2 separate regions of the Sus scrofa genome follow, and region 2 is linked to region 1. The links are chromatin contacts, called in public Hi-C maps. All regions are on one chromosome and are shown on one strand. Each heading gives the region's core, a stretch centred on a gene start, on an enhancer-like site or on the middle of the called end of the contact. The rest is flanking DNA. Distances are from core to core; before and after follow the strand shown. Region 1 holds the start of XPO7 (exportin-7). Region 2 holds the start of NUDT18 (8-oxo-dGDP phosphatase NUDT18).

Region 1 (2,700 bases), core at 95-2,594:
CTCAAAAGTTGCTGGAAAACAAAACCAGAAAAATCCTACATCTCAGGGTCTAGGCTTGCCAGGAACAACAGTCAAAAAAGCTCTGCCTCAAGTCTTCTATTGGCAGAGCCTAACTTGCATACAGAACCCTAGCTGCAAGGAAATCTGGGTAATGTAGTTTTTAGGTGTTCTACCTCTAAATCAGGAAGACACACTCGGAGGAGGAGGAAGATTGAAGTGAATGCTGAGTACCCGTCCCCTCGATCCACAACGGAAAGTGTATGTCATTCACTACTATCATCATTTCCGTCGCCCGTGGTGGCTCCTAGTCCATACAAACTTCAAACAGCCAATACTTTTCAGAATCCAGCTAAAATCTAATTGGGGGCCTTGACTGGAAGTCGGAGGGGAATCCAGTGGAAAACAGGAACCGGCATTATCTGATACAGATCATTCCTAGTGGGAAGACTGGAATTAGCCTCAGCAGGCAGGGCCTGACCTGATCTGACCCAAGGGGATGGCTTTCACACTCAGACTGAGCCCAAGGGTCCTAAAACCCCTTTAGGTCTCCCCCTATCACCTCCCCCAGCTTCCGACCCCTCTCAGCAGGCAGCCTACTGGTTAAGATAACAATCTATTAGGGAAGATTAGAACCATGTCTTCTGCATGTTTCCATGAACATCGCCACTATTTGGTGGCTATTTCCATGAATGTTTACCGCAAAAAAAGGACAGAAATGAAAACAAGGAGATCACGATTCGGGTTGCTGGTAAAACCCAGGATCAGAGAGCAATGGCCCCTGTCCACTGGAGCGGAAAGCTAGAAAGACACAATTTCGGCCGCCGAAGGCAGTGAAAAGCGAAGAATAACGCAGGCGTCCTAAATAGTGGGGGGTTAGGTGGCGAGCGCACCGGAAGACCCCCCCGGTGTGTGGTGTTACAGCAGAGGCGCGGCGGCAGAGGGAGAGGGGCGTTCGGGGGCACGTTCGAGGACACTCGGGAAGACAGGAATCCGCCAGGTGCAGGGGTCTGGGCGGGGACAGGTCCCAGCCCCTTGAGGAGCCCTCTCCAAGCTGATGAGCGAAGGCATCTCCAACTCCCGGGGCAGCGCTTGCCCGCCAGCCGGAGCGAGCACGGCCCCTTTAAAAACCATGTAAACAAAGCTTTGTTCCCCCCGGCCCCCTCCCCTCGCGCCCCCGGGTCCGCTCCTTCCTCTACCCGCCCCCCGCGTCTCCGGGCCGCTGACGTTGCGGCGCCTTTACGCCGTCCCAACGGCGCTGCGCATTCTCCAACCGCGGCCCCGGCCGCCCGGGCCTGCGCAGCCGGGCGGCGCTACGCCGCGAGCGCAGCGCGACAAGCCCCCAGCGCGCAGGCGCAGCGGCGACGGCGGCGGCGGCGGCGGCCCGGCCGAGGTGCGCGCTGGGGGGGAGGGGGGCCGGAGAGGAGCATGAATGGAGCAAAATGGCGGATCATGTGCAGGTGAGAGGAGCCACGGGGGAGGGGGCGGCCGCGGAGAGTGGGGAGTGGGAGCGCACGGGGCCCAAGGGGCTCGGGAAGGCTCGGGACTCGCCCGACCCGCGCCGCCGCCACTCGGGGCTCTGGAGCCGCCGCCCGTCCCGGAGCTCTGGGGCCTTTCCCGCCTCCCGGGCCGGGGGCCTCCTCCATCCCCTCCCACCCGGTCCCATGCTTCTTGCGCGGGGCTGGAGGTGTAGGAATCGGCGCCCCGGCGGGCACAGCCTACATCGCTTATCAGCGACTGTCTTTCTGTTGGAGGGAGGCCTCCCGCAAGTCCTCAGTACCCCCCAAGACCGGGAAGGGAGGGAGACCCTTTGCCCACTCTTTCCGGAGGGGGACTTCCCCGTCACACCCGCCAGCCCTAAACAAATAACAAAAAGAATACCTCACGCTGATAAACCTACCGAGTCTTTCCCGCCGCCTTCCTCTTCACGCCCCCAAATACTGGAGACCCCCCCCTGCGGCCTCCTTCCTCCTCCCACAGATGCGCCCTTCACCCCACTCCTGATCGTATAAGCCTACAGGGCCGAGCGCCCCAATCCTCCAAAATGGGTGCTCAGGCCCGGGCCCGCCCTCCCTCCGGTCCCCCTATCCCCGGTGAAGGAGTTGAGTGCCCACACCTCCTCCGAAACGCGGGGTGGAGGGGGTGTGTCTGAAGCGAGAGATGCAACGTTGGGTGCCGACGTTGCTCCGGAGGGTCCTGATTTGACTCCGGAGCTGCCCCGGGCGTGCTTTGGGCCCAGGCCACTTTTCTTCAAAGATATGGCACAGGCCTTAGGAAGAGACAGCCCATACTGAACCGAATAGTAGCTGGAGGGGTCAGGGTTATTTCTTGCAAACTCGATAAAGTTTTTCCTCTGATATTTTTATGACAGTTATTATTACAGATATTGTCTGAAACCTTCGGATTTTCAAGGTAATCGTACATGTTTTCTGTTGGGGGAAGTAAAAAGTAGAATAACAAGTGTCGCCTTATTTTGCATACTATGTAGTTAACATTCCTCACGTGAAAAGGATGATCTTATTCCCAACATTATGTCTATAAGAACCTGTAGTGGAGTGACTTGTATCAGTTTCTTTGGTTGGGAAGGGGCTAAATAAATTCTCGGGCCAGGGATCAGGAGAGTAAATCTTTGGAGCAAGGGGTACAAGTTATCAGGACGGGAATTATATCAAAAAATTGTAACCACAGATGGAAAACCACAAG
Region 2 (2,700 bases), core at 99-2,598, 190 kb after region 1:
CTCCCGCTGCAGCGCCTCCACGATGGTCTCCCCAGGCTCCATCCTCCCCGCGGGTAGGTACCACGACCCACGGCACTCTTTCTTGGCTTCCTGGACGAGTAGCACCTCATCCTGAGGGGAGAGAGAGGATTCTTAGCCACCACAGCTGGGCTGGGAGCTCCAGGGGAGTGGGACAGCCAGCAACCTTCACTTGCCGAGATCAAAGCTCAGGTACAGCTGCTAGTGGACACCCTGAAATTGCTGAGCTCCCCAGGGGCCTGGCCCTTGTGTGTTGGTAGATTGCAGCTGTCTCTGCAATTCATCCCACTTTGTATTCAAGTTTCCATTTCAGAAGGGGGCTGAGATTCCTGTGAGCTGCTTCAGGGGCCAGAGAACAGGCCTCACAGCGAGGGTTGTTACCATGTGCCCCGCCATGATTTCTGTCTGCACCAGTCAATGATCTCTCCCACCTCCCTCGTGGTTTATAAACTGCTTGTGGCCAGTCTTCACACTGGGCTGTCAGCTTTGAAACACACCCCAAACCATGGCCCCATTGAACTCCTACCTATGGCCCTGACGCCTTCTAGCTCTTTTTACAAGCCACTTATGCAGGGATCTACACCAAAATGAGCATCACACAGGAAGTCAGAAGGTCAGAGTGTAAGCGCAGGTTGTGCAGTTACTGCCCATGGGACCCAAGGGGGGAATCTCTGAAGAACTGGACAGATCTTTTAAAAAAAAAACCACGTCGCGGCGGGCACTTTGCTAGATTCTGGGGAAAAGAGGAGGAAGAGACAGCCCTCTCCTCAAGAAACTGAGGCCTAGTGGGATGAGACAGACGGCTCCTGGGCCTCAGTTTCCTCCTCTGTACTTCGTGACAATTGCAGGGCTCGGCCGCACCAGGCTCAGATATAAGTGTAAGAGTGCTTTGCAAAACTGGGAAGAGCCACACACCAGGAAGCGGTGGCTGCTGCCGGTAGGTCCTCGGTCCCCACCGGGGCTGGCTGCGCGCTCCGGAGGTCCGGGCGGTGGGCCCGACCGGCGGACGCTCACCTGCTCGTTGAGGAACACGGCCAGCACCACGTAGCAGACATTCTTCCGCAGCCGCACGGGCGCCAGCGGCTCCCCGGCCGGTTTCGAATCGCAGCTCTGTACCCGCAGACCCCGGCCCCCCAGAACGGCCGCCAGCGCCCCCGCAAGGCCTTCCGAGGCCATCGGGTCCCCTAAAAGGCGATGGGGAGGGCCCCGAAGACCCGCCGAGAAGGGTAGGGTGGACGTGGGTGACCAAGGGACTCGTCGCCCCCAACCCCTCCCCCTGCGGGCTCGGGCGGAGAGCGCTCGCGAACGCGGAAGCACCCGGCAGGCCCTGGCCGCTGATAGGCTACGCGTCACCGCGGCCGGCTAGGATTGGCTAGAGCGTGTTCGTCACTGTGAGGCGGAGCCAGTCCATAAGGGGCTGGGCGCCGCGCCCCCGCTCTGCGGCCCCCGGCAGGCTTCTGACGCTCGGTGGCTCCCTCCTTTCTCCCCGGCGTCTCCCGCCGCCAGCCTCGCTAATTCCTCCCGCGCGCACTTGTCTGAACGGGTTCCGACGGTGACGTCACCCTGCCCGCAGGCTGCGGAGCGCCGCAGCCGCCAGCGACGGTGACGTCACAAGCCCGATGCTGTCACCGGGTCCGCCCACGGCTTGGACCCACTGGCTAGCTTTTGTCATAAACATACCACTGCATTACCTGAAATGACACTGCCCAAATAACCTTTCTTCGCTTAGAATGTCACGGGGCAAGGAGGACGAGAGCTCCTGCCTTGGAGGAGATTCCGATCCAGCTGGAGAGGTGGCCATAGCTATATAATGGAAAGTCAATGGACTTAATAAGCCAAGTGCTAAATGACTGGTTTGGGCAGGAATTGCTACAGGCGCTCAGAGGAGGGAGGGAGCAGAGCTGGGAAGGTCAAGGTGTGCCTGGCGGTGGGAGGCTGGGAGGCGAGGATTTGATGCAGAGAAAGGGCCTGGGATCAGCCCTCAGCAGTGTCCCTGGTCCCTCGCCTCCGGCGGCCACATTTCCCAATCATCAGTTTCAGGGCCCTCTCCCGCCAGGGGCGGGGTTCTGCCTTTTGTCATTGTTGCACACACACACCCCTAACACTTTCACAGGGCCTGGTCCATTGACAGCCAGGTGCGGGTTGTTTTTTGGGGAGCTCCTGCCTCTCCCCTGGCCTGACCTTGCCTCCTCAGAGCGTCTTTAACCTCCTCTCAGGACAGGGAGGCAGGGCCAGCTGGCATGAAACTGAAACCAGCCATTTCTGAGCTGCTCAGCCCCAGTGAGATCTCCCATTTCCCTTCTGCTGGCTTTGGGCACATCCCTTTTGGGGTGACAGTTGCTTGGTGGAGCAGACAAAGCATTGGACTTGGAGCTGGATGCCCAGCCACTGCTCCCTGGCTGATCTGTGCCCTGAGTAAGTTGTGGGCCTGTTCCCTCATCTGTACAGTAAGCTCCTGACAGCTCTTCCTTCCCAGGGCTGTCGGGAAGGTGAGACGTCGTGAGAGGAGCCCGGTAGACTGCGAAGTGTGGGTCACCATCAACAGGCAGCCCACCAACCTTCTGGCCACAGCACTTGTTGCTACCACACAAAGACCCACTTTCACAAGATGTGCCTAGAGAGCTGCCATGAACTAGATGTTACTCTCAGGAATTCCAGCCACACCAAATCCTTAGCCCCTTC

What was found. A called contact is a pair of places that touch in the nucleus more often than the background predicts.
Region 2: a Hi-C map of heart right ventricle shows a contact between it and region 1, with 3 times the contacts expected there. The contact joins the promoter of NUDT18 here to the promoter of XPO7 in region 1. A contact is called at or near these places in 2 of 47 Hi-C or Micro-C datasets (embryonic fibroblasts and heart right ventricle) and 1 of 2 datasets of contacts at active chromatin or transcription factors (alveolar macrophages).

The regions. Positions count from the first base shown.
Region 1 is chr14:6,186,696-6,189,395 of Sscrofa11.1, forward strand. XPO7 (exportin-7) reads left to right here and starts at 1,345. Exons shown (of 28, transcript XM_021073572.1): 1 at 1,345-1,457. The coding sequence starts at 1,440.
Region 2 is chr14:6,380,364-6,383,063 of Sscrofa11.1, forward strand. It overlaps NUDT18 (8-oxo-dGDP phosphatase NUDT18), which reads right to left and starts at 1,349. Exons shown (of 3, transcript XM_001927480.4): 1 at 1,033-1,349; 2 at 1-111. The coding sequence starts at 1,194.